Linked DNA regions of Mus musculus: region 1 is linked to region 2. Evidence: chromatin contacts called from public Hi-C data. All regions are on one chromosome and are shown on one strand. Each heading gives the region's core, a stretch centred on a gene start, on an enhancer-like site or on the middle of the called end of the contact. The rest is flanking DNA. Distances are from core to core; before and after follow the strand shown. Region 1 overlaps Fzd6 (frizzled class receptor 6). Region 2 holds the start of Baalc (brain and acute leukemia, cytoplasmic).

Region 1 (6,360 bases), core at 3,465-5,964, 92 kb after region 2:
TGAACTTTCCGTGGGTCCAACATTCTCTAAAGCTATTGTTGGGTGATTGTTGGGTGTGGGTTCTGCAAGTTTTGAGATGAGATCTCTCTGTGGAGTGTAACTTGGCCCTCTGTCTGTGCCTCATTGTGACCATGGAATCATCCATCTCTCCTTTTTTTCCTGGTTTTTTTTTTTAATGCTCTTTATATTTTAAGAAAATTTTATTAGGTATAAGTTGAATTGAGCGTAGTTTAAAGTGTATTTGTTGCAGGTTATTCAAAATCTAAATGGTTTATGACCTATTTTAGTTGGTCATACTGAAGAAAACACAAACCCTATTTCTTTTTATCTTCCAGAAGCTTCTCAAATCTTATAATCCACCAGCAAGCTTTTCCTAGGTTTCTTTGCATGTTTGGTAATATGGCTATGACTTTAGGCAGTTTTTGTTTTTTTTAATGTGTCGATGACAACATCTTCTTTTCTGTGGGGAAATTATGCTAATACGTAGGTTCAGTACATTCCTCTCAAATCAGAAGTTCAGTCCTTTCATACTTCACCTTCTCTATGTGTGATGTCAGCTTTATGCTGATGATCTTAAGAGTGTGGATTCTTAAAGCTATATCTTATTGTTTATTCATGTATGTACATGTGTCTATGTACATAGACACACATAGTTCTGTGTGTGTGTGTGTGTCTCTGTGCTTTGAGGGTGTGTGTGTGTGTGTGTGTGTCTGTGTCTGTGTTTTGAGTGTGTGTGTGTGTGTCTGTGTCTGTGTTTTGAGGGTGTGTGTGTGTGTCTGTGTGTCTGTGTCTGTGTCTGTGTCTGTGTCTGTGTCTGTGTCTGTGTTTTGAGGGTGTGTGTCTTCAGGGGCATGAAAAGGAATTGGATTATCTGGAGCCAAATTACAGACAGTTGTAAGCTGTCCAGTTTGGATGCTAAGATCTGAACTCAGGTTCTCTGGAAGAATGGCAGATGCTCTTACCTGCTGAGCCGTCTTTCCTGCCACAAATCTATATCCTTTAAGCATCTTATCTACATCACTCTTTTAACTGCCTGCTAGTAGTTATTCTATATTCAAATATCCCATGTCCCCTTCAGACTGTCTCATTAACAGCCGGATGAATGAGTTAACGAATGATGATGTGGTAGCACAGTGTGATAGATACTACTCAGTAGTTAGAGGGAGTGGACAACATGGGCGCATCTCAGTGACCTGGGCTGGAGAGCTAGCTCAGCATAAGAAAGAACATCCTTGAGTCCTGCATCCTAGAGTCCTGCATCCTCTAGTCCTGCATCCTAGAGTCCTGCATTCTAGAGTCCTGTATCCTAGAGTCCTGCATCCTAGAGTCCTGCATCCTAGAGTCCTGCATCCTAGAGTCCTGCATCCTCTAGTCCTGCATCCTAGAGTCCTGTATCCTAGAGTCCTGCATCCTCGAGTCCTGCATCCTAGAGTCCTGCATCCTTGAGTTATGCATCCTTCTTTGTTGTTTTCCTTTTTCATATTTTCATCAATGTTTTTATTAGGTATGCTACATACTCTACTTTCCCCCTCTCTTATTGAAAGTAGATTTTTTTCTATCACATCATATATCTTGACTATGATCTCCTCTCTCTACTGCTCCCAGCTCCTCCCCCCTCCCATCCAGATCCACTCCCTTTCTGTCTCAATAGAAAACAAATAGAATATAACATATTATAACATAAGAATATAATTTAATGTGATAAAAATCAAAACTAACACTTCCGAGTAGAACAAAACAAGCAGAAGGAAAAGAGTCCAAGAGAAGATGCAGAAACAGTGACCCACTTGTCTGCACACTCAGGAACCCCATCAAAACAGTAAACGGGAAGCCCTAATGTATATATAAGGGACCTGTAGGGTAAAATTAGAGAAGAAAAATATGTAAGTAAAATAAAATGAAAAGAAAAACAGGAAAGAGGAAAGGCCAGCCTGAGAGTGTAGCACAAGGAGCCTCCACAGACACCGTTGCGCTCTGTTTCCATGGCATGCACCACTGGGCACACAGCCCACCACTAAGAGTGGTTTCTTTTCCCTAGTGAGACTCCCTTGGAGGAAACTACATTCTTTTGCAGATGCTTATCAATTGGAGACAGCTTCTGGGTTAGGATGGAGACATGTGTCCATTTCTCCATTCTGCTCTAGGATGCCATCTGACACTGACCTGTGTAATCCTGTGCAAGTTGTCCCAGCCTCTGTTCGGTCACATGTGCATAGATCCTGTTGATTCAGGGCACTTTGTGTCCTTGGTGTCCTCTGTCTCCTCTGAATTACAGTCCTTCCCCCCCCCCTCTGCCTCTGCTGAGGTACCCTGATTTCTGATAGGAGGGATTTGATGGAGACATTAGGATCAGCCAATAGGGCTGGTTATCCAAGGTCTCTCACTCTCTGCATATAATGTCTGGCTGTGAGTCTCTGTATTTGTTCCCACTGCTGCAGGAGGGACCTTCTCAGTACATATTCTACTTTTAATTTGAGAGCTAATTTTTAAAATTCTTTCCAGGTCCAAAAATCTCATTATTTTACCGTAACCTAAATAGTTGGCTAGATATAGAATTCTTTTTTTAAAGTGACTTTCCATCTGAGTTTTAGAATTGTTCCTTCATTGCCTTCCGGCATGTGACGTATGTGAAGTGTTCAGAATTATTTCCTTTGCATATTCGTCCCTGGAACTGCGGCTGTGCTCTTTCTTTCTGGTCTGATTGTTTTGGCATTGTCATTGTTCATTCTTTCCATCTGCAAGGCGTTCATTATCCCGTGATATTTAGCATTTACAAGAGATGCCATGGGGTAGCAGACACCACACTAGGCCCTGAGGATACAGCAGCGAACAGAATAATCAGAGGTCCTTCTTCCTTTAATTTAATCCTAGTGGGAAGGGTAAACGTTAAGAAACACATGGTATCTAATGATGTGGTAGATATAGGTAGGGACAGTAAAGGGTGGAACATGACAGAATCCTCTCACCGCCTGCGCAGGTGAAAGGCAAGCAGAAGTCATGGCTGGCAGAGTGAAGGGTGCAAAGCCCAAGGCAGGAGCAGCATGGAAAGAGAAGCAAAGGAGAGCGGGTGGCAGAAGACAGACTGGAGCCAGTGTGGGGTCTGGGGTCTTGAAGCCCGCAGGCTTGGTAAAGACTTTGACATGGTCTGGTGGAGTCCTTGGACCTAGGTTTCAGATAATCACATTGGTGGAACTATGGAGTGGTGGATGTAAGTTTAGCAAGCGTGGGATGCAGTGAGACCCACAGGAGGCTTTCAGTGGGCCAGGAAGGATACGGTGCCTTTGACTGGGTGGCAGCAGTGGCAAATGGTCAAATTCGAAATATATCTTGTGAAGGGAGAATCGCAAGATTTGTTGATGGACTGGATATAATGTGAAAGGAAAGGGTAGAGGTTGGGTCCCAAGGTCCGCGGCCTGAGCAGCTTGAGCACCGTGAGGTATGGATAACCGTGGGACTGTTTGGAGTACCAGGGCTGAGTGTGGTAGACAGACGGACGGAGTGTGAGGTGTTGTTGGTGACAAATGAAGTTGTCAGGAAGCAGATGTTCACATGTGGAGTGCACAGAGAAATGGGGCTGGTGGTTTTTCCTGGAGCAGTGTTCTGGCGGGAGTGTTTCGGGATCTATGCTCTAGGGCATTTCCCTTGCTTAGAAGTAAGAAGATCAGAAGAGCAGCAATGAGGTGACATCCAGAAGAGTTAGTGTCCTCTAAAACCAAAGGAAAAATCTTCAGAAACTGGAGTTGTGGCGGTTGGTGATGTAAATAGAGCAAATACCGGAATTTACCACTGGGCTTCGGGTGGTGGCTGTCACATGCAGTGGCACCCGCTGTCCTCCACTCTGCCAGCCATTTCTTCTGACCTCACTGATTCTGCTCTCCTGTCAGAATAGCTGCACAGGCATCCTCTACTCCCATCTAAAGGATTCTGTCATGTTCCACCCTTTACTGTCCCTACCTATATCTACAACGTCATTAGATACCATGTGTTTCTTAACGTTTACCCTTCCCACTAGGATTAAATTAAAGGAAGAAGGACCTCTGACTATTCTGTTCACTGCTGCATCCTCAGGGCCTAGAGTGGTGTCTGCTACCCCATGGCATCTCTTATAAATATTAAATATAACTGAATAATGAATGTCTGTGCAGATGGGATGCATGAACAATGACAAAGCATGACTTCTTGAAAAAGGTACATCCTATAACATCATAATTTCCATCTTGTATGAGGAGCTCATACATAAATTTAACAGAAAGTGTTACTACCTCAAAATTTAAACACATTGAAAGAGAATTTAAGACTCATTTCGAAGGTAGGTGAAAAAGTATTCTCTTTAAGCATTTATGATTAACATTTTCCTAACTGGATCTCTCTATTTTTTTAATAGCACTTTCTGCATCTTGCAAATCTAGAATGTTCACCAAACATTGAAATGTTCCTTTGCCAAGCTTTTATACCAACCTGCACAGAGCAAATTCATGTAGTTCTACCCTGTCGGAAATTGTGTGAGAAAATAGTTTCTGATTGCAAAAAACTAATGGACACTTTTGGCATCCGATGGCCTGAAGAACTTGAATGTAACAGGTAAGTGATTCTTTCCAGTGAGAATGAAAACTACAAATACTAAAGACAAATGGCACTTTAGTATTGTTAGCGCGTCAACTTACGACTCACTCTGTTTGACTGATGGTATTTGCTCCACCCTCATAGGTAGGCACGGTGGGGGTGAGCACCGTAGACTTCTGGTTAGCCATACGAGAACGTACTGGTGCCTACACTGGGATGGGGAGTGGTCAAGAGGATTGACTGTTGAGCTAAAGAATGGAAGATAAGGCTGAGTTACTTAGGTGATGGAGAGGGGACGAACACTGCAGGCAACAAGAACAGCTTGTCCAGATACCTTGTGATATGAGTGAGCTCGACCTGTGAGAAACTGAGCAAGGTGGGGCATGCCTACATCTCAGTGCCCAGGAGGCTGTGCTAGGCAGGTCAAGAGCTCAAGGCCAGTCTAGGCTGTAGCGTGAGACCTCGCCTCAAAAAGAAAATAGAACAAAACAGCAAGGCAGTGTACCTATAGCAGCACGCGTAAGAAAAGCTGTGGTGCAAGCAACGGTCAGGCCCCTCAGCTCCATCTAGCATGACTTCCTGCTCAGAGCAGTGAGCTCACAGGTGTGTGAGGGTGGGAATGGCCTCTGTGTAGAACAGGGCACTCATACTACTGTCTCATGAGGGTTGTTGAAAAGCTCTTCATGGCAGTTTGTCTCAGGACTCCAGGCCACCTCATTTTCTAGCTTTGCTGAGGAGGAAGTGAGGGAAGATACAGAGCTCACCTCAACAGCCTCTGAGTTTGTTTGTCAAGATGTCAATCATTTGGTCCCAATTGAACTAATAAGGAAAGTGGGAAATGAATGTGTGTCCAGAACAGAGGGAGGGACCCAGTGGTGAGGAAGTGTCCGACGGGCCACTCTCGGGGAGCCTTCACTTTTACTAAAGTGGTGGGGCGAAGGATAGGAGACAGACAGTGGAGTTTGTCTGTGGTTGGGGTCGTACTGGACAGGTTTAGTAAGGAATAAAGGAGCAAGGACTGACTAAGAACTTTCAGGATCAAGGGAAAGGCAGGCAGATAGAAGGTAGAGGAGACAGTCCCTAGAAGTTGTCTGAGGAGAACACAGGATCCCGAGCGCAGGGTAGCTAGTAGGGTCCTCCACTGTAGCGAGGATGGAGGTCAGGATGGCTCAGAGTAGGAGGATCATGTGGTCACCAAGGGGCCTAAAGGAATCCTATTGGGAATAGCTGGCGTCTGCACTGCATCCTGCTGAGTCTGTACATTTGAGAAGTGACAGGTGTGTAGAGTGTGTAGAGGCACTAACCCTTCAGGTAATGTGGGTGATCCTGAGGGTGTAGTGCACACTCTGGTCTGTTGAAACATGTGGCAACAGTGGTGGGATACTTGGGCCTGTATATTTGGGAAGTAGATATTTGGGTTTATCTGTGGTTGAAGTTCAGATGGATACAGTGCAAAGATAATATGAGGGGCTGGAGAGATGGCTTGCAGTGGACTCAGGTTCAATTCCCAGTGCCCACATGTCAGCTCACAACCACCCATTAGACCAATTCCAGGAAATCTGATGCTTTCTTTTAGCCTGCGATGTCACCAGGCATGCACAGGATACACATACAAACATTGAGACAAAATACTCATGCTCATAAAGTAAATAATAGGAAGAAGAGTAGGATGAAAGAAAACTGAGAAGGGGGTTGTCTCAGCACTAATTTAGTCTGCGACTGTTTTAAATGGATGAGGACTGAGGTGGAAAAATTAAAGGATTGTCATGTAGAAATGGGATGTCCCAGTGAGGTATA
Region 2 (6,417 bases), core at 792-3,291:
GCATGTCTGTTTCCCAGCTTTTGACAAAGTCAGTCATTTGGTTTGTCTCCGGGATGGAAATTTTGTGGAAGATGTTCACATTAGGATGTTGCCTCTCTAGGGGCAGGCAAATTTTAAGGAGCTGGCAAATTTATCTCAGTTTATGATGCTTTTCCAGAATCCACTGTGAGACAAATAAAGATAAGCATTTTGCCCATAACCCTCAGAATAAGCAAGAGCATTAATCTGTTAGATGGAGATCTGTATGTAGCAGCTACATCTATGATCATAATATAAGGATCCTGTGCAGTCTCTAAAGTCCTCTGCCTCAGAATCTAGGGGGACTTTCAGAAATCCATGTTCCTGAGTCTCTACTGAATCAGAAATCTGGGCCAATGGATGTCAGGATTTGCATTTTAAGACACCATTAATGGGTTTCCTAAGCACTAAGGTTGAGAGCAGCCTGCTTGGGAGTTTTACTAGGAGGAAGCACTTGCTTGTACCCCAAGCCTCAGAAAAGCACAGGTCTAGAATTAGACTTCAATGTCTCCTCCTTTACAGTAAGGGCAAGTCCCCCACCCCAGGCTGGAGTAGGAAGAGAGTGGTAAGCAACAGATAAGCAGATGGCACCCAGCATCAATGCAGGGGCTACTTTAGTCACTGAGCATGGATCATGGTTCCTAGTTCACAGGGCTCCTGTGAGGGTTAAAGGGGCAACATGCACAAAGGCTCTAACGATGTCTGACACAGACAGGGTAAGCATTATTTATGGCCTAGCACCAGCTGTCTCTTCCTCACAATCCTCTCTTTAGCCATGTTGGTTACATTCTTAACTTATGACTCACACAATCAGCTAAGTGCTTACCGACTAGCCTACCGAGCCTGGCCTATAAGCTGAGATGTTCTGATAGCAAGCTAAAAAAATGAGGCCAGCCAGGGATCGTTGCCATATGTAACCTTTCTAGATTGCTTAAGAGGGTACCCCAAAAGGTCAGCCACAAACCCCGTGTTTCTGTTGTGTGAATCTAGCTTGTATTTCTTACCAAAATGTGAAAATACAGAAAAAGGACAAAGTAAACTACATTTCCCTCTGTTACCCAGAAGTGTAGCCTATACAAAAGACTGGCTGGTCACTTTCAGCAAATCAGCTGCAGTCATGAGCCCAGGACCTCCTGGGCTCAGAAAGGGCCTGGCTCAAATTCAAAGCTCAGTGAACACTGTCTTGACACTCTTAGTCATTTTATTTTTGAATTTGAGTCATACAAGTGAAATTCAAGGCCCCTGGGTACAGCTTCCTGTTGTGAGCCAAGTCCCAGATGGTGGACGGCCATCTAGACTAGGCTGGTGGAGGAAAAGGGATGGCCTCTCTGGCTGTTCCCTCATGCCCGTAACTCCTGTGGCATCTGGCTGGCTTCTCTCCGCTCATTTGGCAGATCCCTTCTTTGATCCCTGGGCCTTTTTCTCCTACAAATCAGGTACTTGTTGTGTGTCCTGAATTCCCATCTTGTCCTCCTTTTGCTTTTTAGTGAGGTCATTTATTTGAAGTTCTGTGTTTCTTGGCATTTGTTGTGGGAGACACACTTGCTCAGTCCAATAGGTGGAGACTAGGAAAAATTATCTTTGTGTAACCGTCAAGAGAGTGACCTTACTTCTAGGAATTTATCCCAGAGAACCACTAGGAATAAAATTATTAATCAAAAGGAATGTTATTCCAGTAACATCTAGCATTAGAACGTGGAAACAAATATCCAGTTAGAGGGCATTGGTTAAATGATTGCTTGTTCGTACGACCAGCAGACGTGTAAAAAATAACATGGCCGAGTGTTTAATAATGTGGAAAAGTTGCCATCAATGTGTTAAGTGAAAACTTCAAGCTACAAAGCTATTTTTAAATCTTATTTTTAACGTAAAAACACACGTATTCTTACAGGAAAAGATAGCTTTACCAGGTGGAACTTGAGGCCACCTTTTGCTATTAGCTGCCCTTTCTTTGCCACCTTGGGATTGCTTGTAACAGCTGCCATTTGCAAGCCTCTGGTGCCATTCTCTCCTTGCCTCCCCAGGTGTGCTGGAAGACGGACTGTCCTCTAACGGGGTGCTCCGACCTGCAGCCCCGGGTGGAATAGCCAACCCAGAGAAGAAGATGAACTGTGGGACCCAATGTCCCAACTCACAGAACCTCAGCTCAGGCCCTCTGACCCAGAAACAGAATGGCCTCTGGGCCACAGAGGTAGGGTCAAAACTACAACATCAACTGGGGATGGAGAACAGGGGTGGAACTTACAAATCGGGACCACCAGCACTGTGTCCAGGGAAGGAAGACCTCGGGACCTCGGGAATCGAGGTTTTCCACCACTCAATGTAAAAACTTACTGCAAATGCCATTTTAATCCTTTCCTTGTGGGCTGTTGAGTTTTATTTAACTTATAGAAACGAGTCCTAGAGAGTTGCCCTCTGGAGGAAATGTGTGTTGGTTCAGGTACACAGCTTTGTCCAAAAGTCTCCTTGTGTTAGGCAGCAAAGCCAGCGGAAGGAAACAAAATTGGCATTGTACCTCATACCCTCTAATCAGCTGGTCAGTGCAAGGGTCTTCAAGGGTGACTCTTGTAAAATATCATACCAGCATCACCAGAAAGCTTGCTGTTTGAAAGAAGGCTGGATGCGGTCCTGGACCAGGCTGGCATCCTTTGATCCCTTACTTCCCAGAGGTTCTCCTGCTGTGCCTGGCTCCTCCATGGGGTAGGGCTGGGGGAGTGAGGGCTGCAGCCCAGAATGAAAGCTCTGAGCAATTGGAGACTCTGCAGTCTCTTCCTCCTCCTCCTCTTCTCCTCCTCTCCTTCTTCTTCCTCTTCCTCTCCTCCTCTCCTTCCTCCTCCAATTTCCTCATCTTCCCTGAAGTCCACCATTTACTTGAAGGTTCAGAACCCACTGATCCCACCTGTCCCAGCTCTGGCCTCCTGCATCCCGAGGGCACAGTTTCCTACCTAGTGATGGTATTCTTTTTGTTTTTTCTTCTGATCAGTCCCTTACATGGTAGTTTATTTCCCAAAGCACTTTCTTTTTCTGAGTTGATAGATCACAAAAGCATTGTTTTGTGTAGATGAAGACAAGGATCAAGTTTTTCCGTTACAGCAAAGACATTGTAAACATGTACATGGACCTTAAATAGCATACAATGCCATGGGGAAGAATGAAAACTAGCTAAACCCCGAGGTGACCAATTTTATTCCATTTCACTGTGTAACAAAGCTTATCGTTTGCAAGAATTTTGCGATGGAATTCCTTTTCACATCATTAAGTTGCTTTCAGTGGCTTTGATCAGCAAACCAGTTTCAAATTTGTCTCCAAAGTTCATTACCCGAGGAGACTTGTAGAGTCAATCTTTCAGAATCTCAGGTTTCTTAAACATATAGTGGAAATAAAATAATATCCAAAGGAACAGACAGATGGGCCTCCTCTTATAGACTGCGATACAAAGAACAATGGGAAGGAGGGACAAACATGATAGCTGGGCCCACAACACAATGACCTCATTAAGTGGAATGCTAATGGAGCCCAAAGGCTAGCTGGGGAAGGGAGATGGAAGGGTCTTGTATTGTCTACTTTGTGCATCAGCTGACTTTCAGGAGACCCAGTCATCATTGACAGAGTGCAAGGCAGTTTGGGGTCCACAGAACCATGTTCACGAGGTTGAGTGTTCTAGAGAAGGTCCAGATGTCTGTCTCCTAATCCTTCTCTCCATATTTGAGACACAGAATGTGTTATAGTGGAGAGATGGCAGTTACCTGGAAACAGCTTGATCTACATGCTTGTTTTCCTTGTGCCACATTCTGCCCTCCTCACCCATCATTTCAAAGTTGTGTTTTGCACTTAAAAGGGTGCTAGCTCTTAGGCCCTCTAGGCTTTGGAATCCTCCCAACAGCATCATGACCATTTTATAGGCAAGGGAAGTAAGGCATGCACTGTATGGCACAGATAGTACCATATACGTGATGGAGATGAACCTGGTGGATCAGAGCATCACAACGCAGGGCATGGGGCCATAGCTCAGTGGGTAAAGTGTTTTCCTAACAGCACAAACCCTTGGAGTTAATCCCCAGTGGGCAATGGGAGTACTGAGAAGATGAAGGTAGTGAAAGACCTCCGTGGGGATACCCCCACCCGAGTCACGAGATAGCGTGAGTGATTTGGGGTGTTGCCTCACCTGAGTCAGAACATGGGGGAGTCCTCACGTGTGGGTCTTTCAGTTGGAGGGTCAAAGTTCAAAGCTGCAATTTTACGATGGTGAGAAAACAACACGTACACTTTGGATATCACAATTCTAATTTCAAGTTGGGACCTCTTCCTCGCACCTGCAGTGCCACCTTCTCTTACATTGACAGTGGACAGAATAATGGCTTTCGGTCATCCTGGAGATCACCAAGGAACCAGCTGATAGCCCACGGTGAACTGTGGCACTGCAACCTACATTTTCAGCGTGCGTTGGGTTTATTAAGCTATGAACCATCTCCCCTGTGCACCAGCTCCTGGATGATGGCTCTTCTCCAGGAGGCACCTTTGGGAAAGCATACAGCCTCAGCCACACACCTCTTGCAGTTTTCCAATTCAGATTTACCAGAAAAAAATTGTGGGTTAAAGGCAATCCTTACTGGGCCTTGAGACTCTCTTCCTTAATTCTTAAGAGCACCCTTAAAATCCTCTGAGTTCCATCTGGCTCAGATGCCAGGGACTGCTGGAGTGCCAAGGACCCGGCCAGTGCCCATCTGGGGTGAGAGTGAGAGTCAGATGATATGATAAATAACATTGTTGCAGACTTGACTGGTGCTCTGAGGAACCTGGGAAGACATTAGTGGGGATAGTAACTGTTAGTACAGAGGCCCCCTCCAAAGCTCACATTCCTTTCTGAAGGGCGATGGGACACAATGAACACACCAGTGATGGTGAACAACAGGATTTTATGTTCTGAGTCCTCTGTGCTTTATAGCCCGTTGTGGATAATTGTATTTGATGTTAATTCCGTTCTGTGAGGGGCTGCAAACAAGGACTGAGTCAGCACTCAGGTGATTTCCTGTAAACCTGCTTCCCACCTTAATTTGTAAAATAAATGAGAGCTGATGGTTGGACAGATAAAAGGGAAGGTGGAGAGGAAGGTAGGGAGAGAGGAGAAGGAGAAAATGGAAGAGGGAGAGGATGCAGAGGAGGAGGAAGACAAAGAAAAGTGGAGCAGAAGCACATGGCCTGGAGAAACCGCAAGTTCTAAGGGGTCTCATAAGCTGTGGAAGATGGTAGTGTAGCGGTAGATCTGCCCAATCTAGGCGCACAGCATGTAATCATATTAATTGAGTTGTGTTTTCATTGCTGGGGCATATTTGGGTTGGAGATTTACCGCAACAACAGCCCATCAAACAAACCGTATCTCTGTTTCTTCAGTTTCTTCTGGTCCTTGCTTTCTGGCTGGCATCAATAGATGCTAATGGACAAAATGATCGCACCAACAACGATCTTGCAGAAACTGGAACTGACTGTCTCAGTAGAGAGAGCTCTTTATGTACCCTGCTTTCCTTGATTGTTTGGGACCAAATTGACCTCACAGCACTTAATAAGGTGTTTCCCTTCACCCGGCTCCCCACCTGTGCCCAGAAAACAATCCAAGAAGAGCCTCTGCTGCTTTCTGTTAACTAAGGCAGTCCAGGAACTCTAACCTGGCTCCAAACACTTTGATATGCTATTTCTTCAGGCTTGGATCTCACCTCCTCCATTAAAAGTCAAAACAGACAGAGCTTCCCCAGGCCAGCTCAGCAGGCAAGGTGCTTACTGCCAAGCTTGTGCTTGAGGTCAGGAGCCTATGTAGTAGAAAGAGAAAGCCAGTTCCTGCAAGCTATCCTCGGATTCACACAGGTATTGGATAGTACACACGCGAAGTAAAGCAAAATTCTCAACTGGGGCTGGAGAGATGGCCCAGCAGCTCAGAGCATTTGCTGAGCTTGAAAAAACCTACGTAAAGTTACCAGCACCCACCAGCTTTACCACTGTGGGAGCCACAGAGGTCCTTGTGTTCACAGATGAACACTAGGGGAACCAGGAACGCTAAATACACAGGGTTGTTTCTCCAAAGGAGAGATGTCTAACCTGTTTTCCTTCTCCACGGTTGGGAGTGGGCGTGGTTAATAGCATGGTGACCTTTGTGCTATTTACGTGGCTGAGACCACGCAGGACCCTCCCCACCCCCCACACCCGGTCGCTTATCTTGAGCTTGCTTTTCTCAGAGAATCTATAGAACCCATCTATAGATGCCACATGTACTTTACAAAGAGTTTCAGTGTTCTAAGGTTTGTTGTGCACACAGGATTGAATTAATTATCACCAGGAAACTTTTTTTGCCAAATTGGGCTGTGCACATTTAATATGCCTACAATAAGCTACTTGGGATCTCAAAGT

Evidence for each region. A called contact is a pair of places that touch in the nucleus more often than the background predicts.
Region 1: a Hi-C map of uterus shows a contact between it and region 2, with 3 times the contacts expected there. The contact joins the enhancer-like site here to the promoter of Baalc in region 2. A contact is called at or near these places in 2 of 39 promoter capture datasets (epiblast stem cells and macrophages), 3 of 484 Hi-C or Micro-C datasets (nephron progenitors, trophoblast stem cells and uterus), 3 of 115 datasets of contacts at active chromatin or transcription factors (embryonic stem cells, extraembryonic endoderm stem cells and neural progenitor cells) and 3 of 9 other capture datasets (adipose tissue, liver and pancreatic islet).

What each region holds. Positions count from the first base shown.
Region 1 is chr15:39,021,282-39,027,641 of GRCm38.p6, forward strand. It overlaps Fzd6 (frizzled class receptor 6), which reads left to right. Exons shown (of 7, transcript NM_001162494.1): 3 at 4,385-4,581. Among named protein-coding and RNA genes, the nearest start is that of Gm26704, 17 kb to the left of the region's middle. Within about 2 kb of position 4,715, at least 6 of the 459 cell types and tissues checked have an H3K27ac peak or open chromatin away from gene starts, as enhancers often do. A contact at or near this core is called in uterus, where this site is marked.
Region 2 is chr15:38,931,868-38,938,284 of GRCm38.p6, forward strand. It overlaps Baalc (brain and acute leukemia, cytoplasmic), which reads left to right and starts at 2,042. Exons shown (of 2, transcript NM_080640.6): 1 at 2,042-2,209. The coding sequence starts at 2,042.